Linked DNA regions of Cricetulus griseus: region 2 is linked to region 1. A link is a contact called in public Hi-C data. All regions are on one chromosome and are shown on one strand. Each heading gives the region's core, a stretch centred on a gene start, on an enhancer-like site or on the middle of the called end of the contact. The rest is flanking DNA. Distances are from core to core; before and after follow the strand shown.

Region 1 (6,992 bases), core at 1,090-3,589:
TGGTGGGCACCACACAAAGTGTTAAAAAGTCCATTGGCACGTCCACACTGTTTCCTGAGAGTGGACTCGTGATGTCGACCAGCCTTTGGGTGTTCTTTCTACTGCAAAGTCCATCTGCTAATTCAAACATGAAACAAATCAATTTGCATGTTGGGCATTGTGCCAAGCTCTGGACTCCTGATGGTGAGTAAGACAGACTGGGGCCTGTCTTGGGATTTACAAGCTGGGAAGGCAAGACAGGCAAATGCTGTAATCAATGATAAGAAGGGCTATCAAAGAAACACACCGGGGTGCATAACAGATGGGCCTGGCTTCATGTGGATGCAGCAGAGTCTGAGCAGAGACTGGAGGAGGAGAGTGAGCCTGGCCAGAGGGCAGAGAGGTACCATGGAGCCTTAGAAAAGGAGAGGCTAGCAGAAGGAAGGTAGCCAGAGCTGGCACTGAGTGCATGTGCGCATGTGTACACACACACACACACACACACACACACACACACACACACACACACACACACATTCATTACTTCCACTAATCTTTTTCAGTAGCTCAGATAGCTCAGGATTGATGGAGTGATCCAAAATCTATAGACAAACTGGGCAGGTGACAGTTATATCAGAAATGCCTGAAGTCTGGTACCCGGGAAACAGCTTGGGTGTGAGAAGTTGCTTAAGGCCACCACTGAGGAGGTCCTCAGGATGGGATGCTGTTTGATGCATGGTATTTATTACCTTTGTAGTTCCACCTTGAAGAGCACAAGTCACTGGTAGAGAAGTTATCTCGAAGCCAAACATTGCTTATTTCCATGCTAATTTATGAAGTCTAAGTATGTGGCTGCCGCCGCCACTGCTGGAATGTTTGAAACTATTTTTTCTCCCCATGTAGAGAGACGCTGCCCTGCCCCCATATGTTTTGGTCAGGCTAGCCTAGGAGCCAAGCACATGAGTGTTGGTGGTACCTTGGTTATTCTGGTCACAGGTAGATGTCAGTCAAAGGGGAATGGATTTAGATTCTGGTCACAAGGTTCCTTCAGCCATTTAAGCTGTTTCACCTAGCCCTAGACTTGGTGGAGCAACGATGGTCAATGCTCACACACTCCAGATGTTTGTCCTGATTAAAGTCACAGTGTGACACCAGATGCCTGTAAACACTACTTTAGTGGCACATGCTAAAAATAGAAGAGCATGACAGTGCGGGACAGGTTGACACAGAAGGGGACAGAGGCTGCATTTTTTGTTAGTCCCCACGGGACCATCCACATCTCCATCGTAGATCTCACCATGTTGCCTAGCACAGTGGTTTAAGACGTGGGTTTCAGAGCCAGGAATGTCTTGCATTTGCATTTGAGTGTTATGAATAGCAATAGCTGAGCAATCTCAAGTTGCTCAGATTTTTGTACGTTGGCTTCTTCAGCTGTTAGGGGAACCCTGGGGACGGGACTGGCATCATGGAGTTTTTACAACTCGGTTCAGTTAATGCAGGCAAAGCACCATTACTTCTTCGTGTTTCCTCAATGGTGAAGATGTCTCTTGAAGGACAAGGGCTGCTTTCAATTTATTCTTTCACACTTCACTTCAAATCTATTTCAGTGCCTTGAACACAATAAAGACTGTTGAATGAAGGACACACATGAAAGCTTACAAACCTTAAGACTGACTTGCTTTAGTGTAAGAGGAAACTGTATTATTGGGGTTAATCGTTTTAGGACAATGATGTGTCATTTCCACCATGATGTCACCTCTGGCATTTTAGATCTTCACAGCTGGGTAGGACCTCAACAGCAACTCCCATCACCCCCAATTCAATCAGTCACACGATGTCTGTGACATCCATGTGGAGTGGCTAGCCCAAGACCCTCTAGTCACTCACCCACAAACTCTTCCTCCTTCCCGTGGCCTCTTTCCCTGTCTTTGCATTGGAGGGCCATTTGGTGTGAATAAGGCTGATCCCTAACCTCTTGCATTAGCCCTTTCAAGAGGGCTTGTGGAAGAAGTAGATGGGGCTGCAAATGCAGCCATGAAGGTTGTGTCTGACCCCTCCCTTACCCATCTGCCTCACTGATCTAGAATGGAGAATGAAAAGACCATTTAATAAAGTTACCAGGCTAGAGGGAGGAAATCGTTTTTTTTCTGCAGCTAATACTTTACCTCAGTATTTTAAGGCATACATGTCCTGACCATAACTTAACTGTGTTGTATCTGGTGACACAAGTATACAGAATGTCAGTCTTGTTATAATGGTTTCATTATTTTTAGGTCGCAATGATGGAATAGATACCAACTAAACAAAGGGAGGGCCTCTCTGAATGAATGGAGGCAGCTGTCTCCAGCTGCTCTGTGGACAGTTCTACTTATTTCAGTTCACGTCAGGAAAGGGTTCTAGGGAAACAGTGGTGCTATTTTCAACCCTCTGTAGGAAGCACATTTGCATGTATTGTGTAAGTTGTTACCAAACAACACTGTTCAAACAGTAAGCGAAAGAAAATGGCATGCATGCAGGATGCCAGAGCAACTGTTTTCAGAGATGAAGCACAGCAGAGTCCGCCCCCCCCCCAATGGCTTGGGCATATACAAAGAAGCAGGATTAGCCTGGATACATTTCATTTAGAACAAAAATGTCCAATGCAAACGTGTTCTTCACATCCTTTTTTTTTTTTTTTTTTTTTTTTTTTTTTTTTTTTTTTGGTTAGGAAAAGCATAGAATGGGTAAGGCCCCGGGAGGAGAGTGGGGAAACCCAGATGGGTAAGATCTGAAACCCACAGCTGCATTTGCACAGCTCAAAAATAAGTCTGCTTTCAAGAATGGTTTCTATGCACACGGAAATCGAGAATCATGTAAAACAGTGACATCTTCATTTTCTAAGTTCAGAGTCCTTCCTTGGGCTACGTGGCTTTCCCAGTACTTCTAAGACTTAGAAGAAAGCCTTCTCCGTGCTGAGAGGCTGGTTCTGTTGGGAGGCAGAGAGAAAGCAAAAGGAACGTGGGTTGAGCCATGATGACTACTTCCATGAGCAACGTGGATGTTCAAAGGGAGGGTAACTGACTGACTACATGCTCCTCAATTCACGTAAGAAAGTGATGCATGATTTTCTTTATCTTTTTGTTTAAAATAAAACTTAATACATATGTTAGCATCAACACCAGGCTATTTTAAATCTCTCTTTCTTTCTTTCTTTCTTTCTTTCTTTCTTTCTTTCTTTCTTTCTTTCTTTCTTTCCTGTCTCTCTCCCTTCCTTCCTTGCTTCCTTTCTTTGTTTGTCTCTCTTATTTTGAGACAGGGTCTCTCTGTGTAACAGCTCTGCCTGTCCTGGAACTTGCTATGTAGACCAGACTGGCCTAGAACTCACAGAGCTCTGCCTGCCTCTGTTTCCCAAGTACTGGGATTAAAGGTGTGTGGTTTTGTCCAAAATGTAACAGTAACAAAATATTAGTTTGGTAGAATTTTCAAGACCCACTTTTACTCATGTTTAACCTGCCTACTTTCTAAGTTGTAGCAGAGGTGGTAGAGGAACACACCCTCCTCAACTACCAGTTTTTTTTTTTAATACACATATGCCTCAAAAATAGAAAGCAATTGTTTCCTTTTGCATTCTTTCATAGTTTCTACTTTTTAAAATTGTACATAGTTCATGCACTGCTAAGAAAAAGGATACAGTGGGCAAGGCCATGGCAGAAGAATCTGGGAAATGCAGATGGGCAAACTCTCAATTCCATAGTTTAGCATCAGCAAATTTCCAAGGAAGTACAGCCAATGTAAGTTAGTACCCTCCTACCCTCCAAGAGTTAAAGGGGAGAAGCTGTGATAGCCAACAAAGACCGAGGGCTTTGCTGTACCCCCCTGATGGAAATGGTATTAGTGGTATGCAGCTACCACCCTAATTCCAGGCTGAGCTGGCAGCTGCAGAGGTTGTCACTCTGATGTCTCTATCTCTACTTTCACTTTGGCCAAGGCCATCTTAGGTGCTGTGTTTCTTGGAGTAACAACTGAGATCTGACTTGTGACACTCTGTATTATCCTGACTTCTTGTCCAAGGATCTGATACCGAGCTGGGCCATTTAGCTCTCATCACCTTTGAGTTGCCTGCCAGGGTGTGGAGGGACAAACCTATAGCTTTCTTCCAGTTTGCTTGCTTTTTCCCCTGAGGATGGAACCCAGGGCCTCTCACACTTTATTGGTGTTAGGATTCAGGCATTGTGCTGGCCTGCCCTGTCACCTGGCAGAATGCACTCAGGCAGTACCCTGGCCAGCCCAGTTTCCTATGGCTGCTACATCACTCGGTAGTCTGCACGAAGGTGCAAAGATTTCTTTAAGAGGCAAACTCCGTGCACCTCCCCTCTTCCCACTGTCTCTCTGAGGTGGAGAGAGATCTGTCTGTCCATTTCTTCTCTCTCCCCCACTCCCTTCCCTTCCCAATAAAACTTCCTTCTCATATAAGTTCTGCATGATGGTGTGTTTGTTGTGTCACCACCCCCACCTTCTAGCCGTATTCCTAGCAGAAAGCCCCTCTCATTGCCATACCCTCAACCCTTGCTAGGGCTGTGTGTACAAAGCTTACTCTCAGCTAATGCTGTTTCCCATTTCCCTTTATTTAGATCTTATTTTAAATGGGCTTTATTGTGCTGTACTTGTGTCTCTACAACAGGCCCTCTTTAAACCCCGGGATAAGCATGCACAGACATATATATGTTGGCAAGTTATACTATAATCAGTCTAGATAGAGGTGAGTCCTGCTTACTATATACATCTCAGGCAGAATAAGGCCAGAACCCAGAGATTCCACAAATAAGTTATCACTTCCTGACAATTTCATGTCCTCCCCAGCACAATGTTCAATTCAGGGGACTCTGATGGACAGATGTTAAAAATGAAAGACAGATTCAAAATTCCCCGGATGAATGCATTCTAGAATGCTGTTTCTGAATTTCAAGGAAGGTTCACTAAAATGTTGACTCTTCCGGGCTAAAAGCAGAAGTCTGGATGGGAAGGCCTTTGGGCATGACACACTGCCACAGACAGATAACCAGAGGAGGGATCTTTATTTCACAAGTTTCAAGATACAGTACAAAACGAATCTGTACATCTCTCTATTAACAGGGTTTGTTTACACAATTATAATACACTTCACCAGCCTTTACACTGCATTCCATTAAATACAAAAGAAATTTACAAAAGTCTACTATGGTGTTCCTTCACAATGCCAGCTTCTGTTCTTTAAGAACTCCCCCTCGACGAGTAGAGTGGTCACACTTTGATCATGTCAACATTGTTTTGTAAATAAAAGAGAAATAGTGTCAGATTGTTCCTCAATAAATAGTAAAGACTGCACATCTGGGTGGCTCCCTACAAGGAAATAAAGGTCCCTTCTTATGCACACAGTCAGCTTTCTAAATGTGTAAACAGTCTCTCTAAGATACAGATCATTGGTATACCTGGTTATTTCCAATTCTCTTGAAATCCCTAGTGAGTAGAGACACTTGGCTTCTTCCCAAAGAACACGACCCATCTAAAAACCAGACACTACAGCATCCAGGAACATTCTTCCCTCATATCTGAGCAATAACTGAAGAAAAAAAAATTTTTTTTTTGCATAAGATAGTTTTCTTTTGCTCTGGTTATTTCTTGTATACCTCTGACCATAATATTGTCTAACACACTTTAGAGTCACTGCCAAATACCAGTGGTTTCTGGAGTAAATACGAGCTTGCTCTTCTTGGCGGGGAGTGGGCCGCCAGAAGCATCTTGTTCTGAAATGTACATGTGAAGTGTTAGTGCAAACCCCTGGAAAGGAAGGTTTCTAAGACAGAATCAGACACTGGTGCAAATGCCACACACATGAAGAATTGAGGTCCGCATTTGGAGGCACACTTGCCTGCTCCCAAGCACTAAGGAGCAAAGAAGGGAGAGAAAAAAAACCAACCAACCAGTCAAACAAAAACAAAATTCTATGTGTAGAATACCCAGCCATCAACCAGCTTGTTATCAGATCCTTGAAGGAGGCCTGTAGCGTTTCTCCATGGTAGAGACAAGACAGGTGAGTGGTAAAATGGTGAGAAATGAATCTTACATTCAGAAGAATAACAAACCTTCAAGGATATCAAGACTTAGGACTTGTATTTTTACATTAATCTGGTTTAGGTGTTAATGGTTTTTTTGAGAAGAAAATAGCCTTTGATTTACCTTTTTCTGTGCTTTCGGTTAGTAACCAAGAAAACCCAGAGACCAGAAACAAAAACTTCAAACTAAAAGAAAGCCTTCACCTTTGCAAAATACCACCAAAGTAAAACTCGTGGTCTCAAGACTCTGAAATAGCTGGCTACCCAATGAGGCAGGGACACAGGTGAACAGGGGCTGAACAGAGGACAAGACAGACCACAATAGGCAGCAGGAGGGATGGGCTACAGAGAGAGGGAACAAAGAAGCCACACTCTATCTGTAAATCTAAATCCTGATGCTAAAACTCCTGAAGCCTGGAGTTGGCGTAATGTCACTGACATTAACTAGCTTTATTGCCACTTTATTTCAAATGGATGCCATTAGTAAGTACTGTGCATTATTTTTGAAGAGAAACACCAAACCCAATTCCTATTTGCTTATGTACCATGTCCCACGAGCAGGAAGAGACCGGGAGCAAAGCATTTTGAGACCATCTTTGAAAGAAGCCATTAAGAACTGAAATTATTTTAAACGTACTACCCAGATTTCTGGGTACAAATGACCCAGGCTGGAGAGAAGGTGGAACAAGCCAAGGGAAGGCCATCTGCAGTATTAACAATAAACAGACAGCAAGGGGCAAGTCTGCTGCACGAAGAACAAGACCATGCTGTCCCTTCAAGCCTCAGGTAGTGCATTCTAGTTTAAGAAGGATTTTTTTTCTACATACTCTCTGAGGGGAGGAAAGATGGACACCAAATGCTTCTGTCCAAAGACATACTAGGTGGGTGGTACAGGAAAACCACAGAAGTTGTAACACCTTAGAGAGTTCCCAACTATTGGTT
Region 2 (6,925 bases), core at 1,434-3,933, 370 kb before region 1:
GCAGCGCAGTCTGGAGATACAATCTGAGGTTCAGCAGATCACCCCTTCAGACTGAGCATTGGTAGAGGTGAGAAATCCACAGTTGGCCAAATGCAGAGAGCAAATGACCACTGAGTACCCAACCCTAAATGATGCATCTACAACACAACCCCTATACCTATAGCTTAAGGGGCACTGTGAGAGAGGGAGGTAGAAAGATTGTAAGCACCAGAGGACCAGGATGTCATCTGAGACATAGTGTCTTCTCTATATCACAAGAAAGCTGCACCCTTGAAATCTCAACAATATGGTCACCTAAACAAAACCTGCACAATGACAACACCAGTTGACATGCCCATGTGGATGGACTATAATATGGGATCTATGAACTGAAAATACACTGCCTTGAGAATATCAATGACACTAACAAAGCCCTCAAAGTGTCAATGTGAAAAACAGAATGAAGACACAAAATGGCAATATTGGGTATGAAAGAGCTAACATTAGAACAGATTATGCATGTTTGTATAAATGCATGGAGATAATATTGTAAACAATGTTATGGCAATGAAGACAGCAATAGATAACTAATCCTTTATAAAATTAAAAACTGCCAAACTGTCTAACGAGAATGAAAGAGCCTGAATAACATTTCACTTGTTTTTAGAAGTCAATTTTGTAGTGAAAACTCAATGTTTAGGTGGCTTCACTGGTAAATTCTACCAGATAAGAATAAAATATAAAATTGTATAGAAGCTCTAATACAAACGTAGACAGGAAGAAATATTTCTCAATTCAGTCTGTGACGAAAGAATCGATTACTGAGAATACTACTACACAAAAGAAACTAAAGAAAAGAGTAATAGACCATCTTTCCTTAGGAACATCTACATGAAACTCAAACAGAATGTCAGTAAAGTTACTGCAAGAATGCATTACAAACAGCCAAAGAGCATTTATCCCTGGGTTTAAGATGGTTTCAACATTCAAAATGCATGCACTATAATTCTTCACATTTAGAAATTGCCATGGGACCACCACAATGAACTGAGAAAATTTCTGTTCCCAGAAAAATATATTGATGTCTGTTCGTAGTCAGTCTCTTTTGAGATGTCAGTCCTTTGGTAGGGGGTCTCATATAGTCCATGTGGCTTAGAACTTGCTGTATAGCCAAGGACCTTGGCCCTCCTGCCTCTGACTTCCACATGCTGGGGTTACAGAAGTGTGCTACCACACCAAGTTTATGCTCTGCTAGGTTTGGAACCTTGGACATGTTAGGCAAGCACTCTGCCAACTGAGCTACATCCCCAGCCCTGATGTCATATATATGAATGCTCACATATAAATACACAATTTTTTGAATTTGGTTTCTTGCGCTTATCGTTCACATTGAAGATTTGTATATGTTGTCTAAACTAATGTTGGATTCATTTTACTGTGAAATAGCATCTGTGCATTGACTATCTTCTTGAAGAAGATGTGGGGTTGTTTATACTTTGGGGGTGACTATTGATAAAGTTTCTATAAACACTGGAATGCATGTACCTTAATCGTACAGTTCAATGCATCTTAATATTGACCTACCCTTGACCTCCAGCCTAATCAATCTTGCATTTTCAGAGTCTTCTCTCTTAATGAATCCTTGGATACCCAGAACCCTAGCCTTTCCATCCTGTTCTAGAGATACATTTAAAAGAAACCTTGTAGCATATCAGGAATTAGTGTTCCTTTTGTTCCTCGGGGAATTAGAAAGCAATTACGCTTTCAAGAAGAAAAATGACATAATCTAGTTTATATTTATTATTAATATTTTTGTTTAATGTGTGAAAAATGATGTAGCACTTAATGTTCCTTTTTACTCTCGTTTTCTGGACAGGATGAAGGGGAATTTCTAGATTTCTAAGCAGGCTCCCTCCTGTTGGCAAAACCGGATTGTCACCGCGCGGCAATGGGACCTGCACACGCAGTTCCCAGATGTCCACAGCAGATGGCTCCAGAGCCCAGCGCCTGACTTGACGGAGTTGCTCAGGTTTTGCATCTTGAGACGTCCAGACCACAGGTTTAGTGGCTTGAGAATCACCGAAGCGCGACGTCCCTGGCTGCTCCAGCTGGCCAGCATCGAGAATCCTCCCGGAGTGTCACATTCCACTTCGGCTGCCGCCTGAGCTGGTTCCGGCTGTGTTGTCGGCTCCAATTCTCAGCAAAGGTGACTTTATCCTGGAGAAGCCGAAGTTCCAGGGGACACTAGAGTGTCCCACAACAGTCTCCTCCTTGGTGACATTAGACGAAGCCCATTTGGGTGGGTCCCCGGTCGCCACCGCACTTAAAGGCTGCTCAGTCAAGAAAGGTGGCTCCAGGAATTCGGAGAGAGGGGAAGAAGAAGGCGCGTCTATGGGGCTTTAGAAAAATTTAATGGGCAGGACTGAGAGAGAGTACAGGTTGGGTGTCTCGGAACAGAAAGAGCTGCGAGGCTGATCAAGTGCGGCAAGCTGGCTTGTTTGGATGGAGAGTTGCCTAGGCAAGCTGAGTACTTGAGAGCCTCTCCTGCCCCCTCTCCAGCGTGCTTTCCAGCGATGAGGTCACAGCCCCTCGGAACCCTCCTCCTCCCTCTCGCTCCCCGGTCTCCTCCAGCGTCAGGCGCTGGGCACAGAGAATGAGGCGACAGCGCGCAACCATGAAGTAGCCTAGGAGGTCCCTTGGAAAATGAGGCCAGGGTACCTGCTGCAGCTTGCGCTCCTGCTCGCCCTGCCCGGGAGCCTGTGGGGCAGAGGATGTGCGTCTCCACCCTGCGAATGCCACGAGGAGGACGACTTCAGAGTCACCTGCAAGGAACTCCACCGCATCCCCAGCCTACCACCCAGCACCCAGACTCTGTAAGTAGCCAAGGCCAAGGCCCCTAGATAGAAACTTATGGTGTGTGATGAGGTGTGCCGGTGACTGGTCAGTCCCTGGACAAAATCAGTCGCACATACTTAGGAAGGTCGTCTGTGCTGCTGACACAGGGAAAAGAACCCTTAACAAAACTTTGGAACAAGATGACATTGAGGGTTGTATTTTCTGAAGAGCTACTAATGTATTTTGCCAACTCCTAGTGCCCGCTGAATTTTCGTTTCAGTTAAGGTGATAGTAAGACGTAAAGCAACTTATGAACTAACGTTAAAAAATTATCCTAGATAATAAAATTCCTCCTCTCCAGCAATTTCCCTTTTAGTCTCCCTAGGTGAGAAATTACCTTAGCCATTTGACTTATCAAATAATAGTTAAAAACTTAATCAGAGATGGGCAGAGTGAGCCTCGCCATTAACCCCAGCAGTCAGGAGGCAGTGGCAGGTGGATCTCTGTGAGTTCTGGGCCAACCTGGTCTACAGGGCAATAAAAAGAGATCCCCATCTAAAAAAAAAAAAAAAAAAAAAAAACTTAATCAGGAGCCTATTTATAAATGTACCTGTGGACATGTCAGAGTAAAGAAGGGTTCCAGAGGAAATCAGAGGGCAATAAGAGAAGGGAGTGGGGGAGAAGGGTATTTCATGTATATATGAAATTAGAAAAGAGTAAATTAGCCAGCCGTTGGTGGTGCACCTTTAATCTCAGCACTCAGGAGTTAGAGGCAGGCAGATCTCAGTGAGTTCAAGGCCAGCCTGGTCTCCAGAGCGAGTGCCAGGATAGGCTCCAAAGCTACACAGAGAAACCCTGTCTCAAAAAAACAAAAACAAAAAAAGAGTAAAATTAAAATTATTTTAAAATAATAAAAAGTACAGTGTACCCTCATCCAATATGTATAGATCCTAACTGTGAGCTGCCCAACCTGTACCACTACTTAGCATATCCAGAATTTCCTTTTAATATACATGAGGAAAGAGAAGAGATTTCATAAAGCACATTTTCACCTTCGTTATAAATGTTAGGTTCTTAACCGACATTTAAATCAGTGATCCCTAAAACAGATTGGCTAAAAATACCACAGAAAGAACACTAAGACAAAAGGGCTGCTTACCCCCAGAGGATGTGGAGATAAACGAAAAGCAATCCTACCTCAAGATTTTCTCAAGAACGTATCTTCTAGATGCAGTCATCAGATGACTGCTTCCCAGGTACATGTTTCTGTAGTCTGTTTAGTCCGCTAGTTGAAACTCATCCACCTACCCTTGTGTCTTATTTCCCATGGAAGTTACTGCAATAACCTCTGAGTAGCACTTCATTCTCCACACTGTCTGCACAAAATAAAACACATAGTGATGAAAACCCTACCAATAGTACCGAGAGTCTCTAAAATGGGACTCTTGTACAAACTTCAAAATCCAAAAGGACAAGCTCACTGCCCTTAGGTCATCTGTTTGTATGCTCATCCAAGAAGGCTGAATACCTGCAACGCAGGGACCCTGTCATGCCAGCCCACAAAAAGAAAAAGAAAAAAAACTTAAGTAAATGAAAAAATGAACGCATACTCTTGTCTCAGGGTGTCAGAAGCCCAGACATCCCTTCTTCACAGAGTTACCAGGAGAGGGGAGAGACAAGCGACAAGAGACAAGTGAGTGCAAAGGACCTCCCCATCACCCACAAAATGTTGGGGAAGGGAAATGCTGAAAGTGAGATCATTTATTCAACAGGACTCAGTTTTCCTTCTATTCAAAGAGGCTTCTGATGCTATGTCAGGAATGAAGAAAATCACTGATTCACAGGGAGTGATTGCACAGAAACAGGTGGATCTGACCTTGAGAGCAGTGGAGGCCGGGTGCTAGCTCCTGAAGAGTGAAGTTACTCTGAGATGGGGAAGATACGGCTGATTTTGTTTTAAGTGTGGGTGGATGGCACGGTATGCTTGCTCAATGGCCTGAGGGATGTTCTCTCACAGGATTTACACTGCTACAGTGTATGCCTGCTTTAAACTTTGCTAATGCTTTTTGTTAGCATGTACTGATTATACTGAATAATGGAATTCATATGACATGTTTATTATATATATACAGTATTTGATCATATTCAGCCCCTTTACCCTCTCTTGTCCCCTGATCTCCGTTTTCTTCTGAACTAGTCTCCTACCTTTGTGTGTGTGTGTGTGGTGTGTGTGTGTGTGTGTGTGTGTGTCTGTCCCAACAAATTTAACTAGTATTGCCTACAAAACATGAATGAGGAGGACTGTGGACACCTTGCTATGATAATAAAACCCCTAAAGAAAATGTCTCTCCCTTCCCAAGAAACCATTAACCTCCTATCAATCCTCAGGTAGGGGTGGGGGCCTCGTGAGCCCCTACCAACTTCATGGCAGGATGCTGACAGACTCAAGTCACGTGCAGGTAATCATAGCTTTTATTAGTTCACGAGTGCTGCTGCAGCCATATCACTCACCGACAGTGTTCTGCAATACTACACCATCCTCTTTTTTAGCATTGTTAAGAACCTCTGGCTTGTAATGCAAGGCCTTGTGCTCTTGCAGAGCTGTTTGCCTCACTTTGCAACTCCCATCAGGATGCTACACAAGGATGGGTTGGCTGTTTTACATACCACTAAGGTGCTGAGGATGTGTGCTATGGTGGTGAGAGTGAAGAAGATCTCTTCTTTCTCCGCTGCCCACACACCTGCACTGTGGTCTTACCGATGGGAAGGAAACTGTTATAGTATGGTTCTGGGTCTTCTCCTTACATCCTTCTCCACAGGGCAAAAAGGCACCCTCATTATAGCAGAAGTTATGACAAGGTAAGGGGGGCTGTTATTCTTGCTCCCCATTTGTATCAGTCAACCACCTTTTGATACGCAAAAAAAAAAAAAAAGGAGCAGAAAGTTTAATCCTCTTGCTTGAGAATCACATGAAGAAACTTAGATAAAGTATGCAATTCAAGATGTGGGCACATAGGGCCAGTGAGATGGCTCGAAGGGTAAAAGAGCTTGCCCCACTCACTGCACAGCAACCTGAGTTTGATCCCTGGAAAGAGAGAACTGACTCTCCCAAAGTCGTCCTCTGACCACCACATGAGCACCACAGCACAGCCCCCAGTAAATAAACGAGCGAATATGTACCTCTCTGGAGGATTTTGAAAAAAGTGGAAAGCAAAGCAACAACAGATTTTTAGCACATAATTATGCATAATAATAACTCCAAACCAAACATAGCAAGCTGGGCCATCACTCTCCTCTATTCAAAAGGTGGACCTGTGTTGCCTCTCTGCAGAAGAAAAGTGCTGACTCGCCTTGTCCTTTAACACCAGTAGCATGGTAGAGAAAGATATACTCTCCCCCATCAGTTTCATGATGGCAGTGATGACCACCTGTACCCCCTGGCACTTCCCACATTGTCTTGGGTCTTGGGTCTTGGGCTTCAGTCAGTTCGGTAAAGGGTTTGTCCACCTCTGGGGAGTGTGTTCAGAAATGCTGTTGAGACTTTAAGGTTTTAACTGTTTGCATGCTGCAGCTAAGGGTTTAGTTAGTGACTATCTCAGTGTTTTCTAAACCAAATGGTCTCTTGTTCCACCTTCAGGATTTGGGCCACAGCTTCCATCTGTGCTGTTTACCACTCAGTATGCTTAAGTAGGCTCATTTAGTCAACTAAAATAGATTTACTTAGGAAAGCTCATGGCACTGCTAGATAGGGAAAGTCAGACTTGCTGCATAATAGGTGATGACCAGAAAATGAGACAGAACAAATTAAAAATTATTAGTACACCAAAAAGATGGTGGGGTGGACCATTGTCTACAAATGACCCCCAAACAGGGCTGTTCCTCTAACTATTGAGGGCACTAGCATTTTCCTTTTGGATACTGAGTGACATGGATTTCCACCTTTTTTTCCCCCCTCTGGTTTGCTCAGTCTGCTTTCCTTTTTTTATTTTTATATTTTTTAAATTTTTTATATATTTGAATTACAAACAAGATTGAATTACATGACAATCCCAGTTCCCTTCTCCCTCCTTTCCTCCCCTACAACCCCCCAAACTAAAATCCTATCATATGT

The links. A called contact is a pair of places that touch in the nucleus more often than the background predicts.
Region 2: a contact with region 1 is called in a Hi-C map of fibroblasts, with 11 times the contacts expected there. The contact joins the promoter of Tshr here to the enhancer-like site in region 1. A contact is called at or near these places in 5 of 8 Hi-C or Micro-C datasets (the CHK-Q cell line, the CHL-YN cell line, the CHO-K1 cell line and 2 more).

What each region holds. Positions count from the first base shown.
Region 1 is chr5:113,108,303-113,115,294 of CriGri-PICRH-1.0, reverse strand. It overlaps Sel1l (protein sel-1 homolog 1), which reads right to left. Exons shown (of 20, transcript XM_027418649.2): 20 at 5,015-6,992. Among named protein-coding and RNA genes, the nearest start is that of Ston2, 24 kb to the left of the region's middle. Within about 2 kb of position 2,339, at least 1 of the 6 cell types and tissues checked has open chromatin away from gene starts, as enhancers often do.
Region 2 is chr5:113,480,716-113,487,640 of CriGri-PICRH-1.0, reverse strand. It overlaps Tshr (thyrotropin receptor), which reads left to right and starts at 2,683. Exons shown (of 10, transcript XM_035445922.1): 1 at 2,683-2,852. The coding sequence starts at 2,683.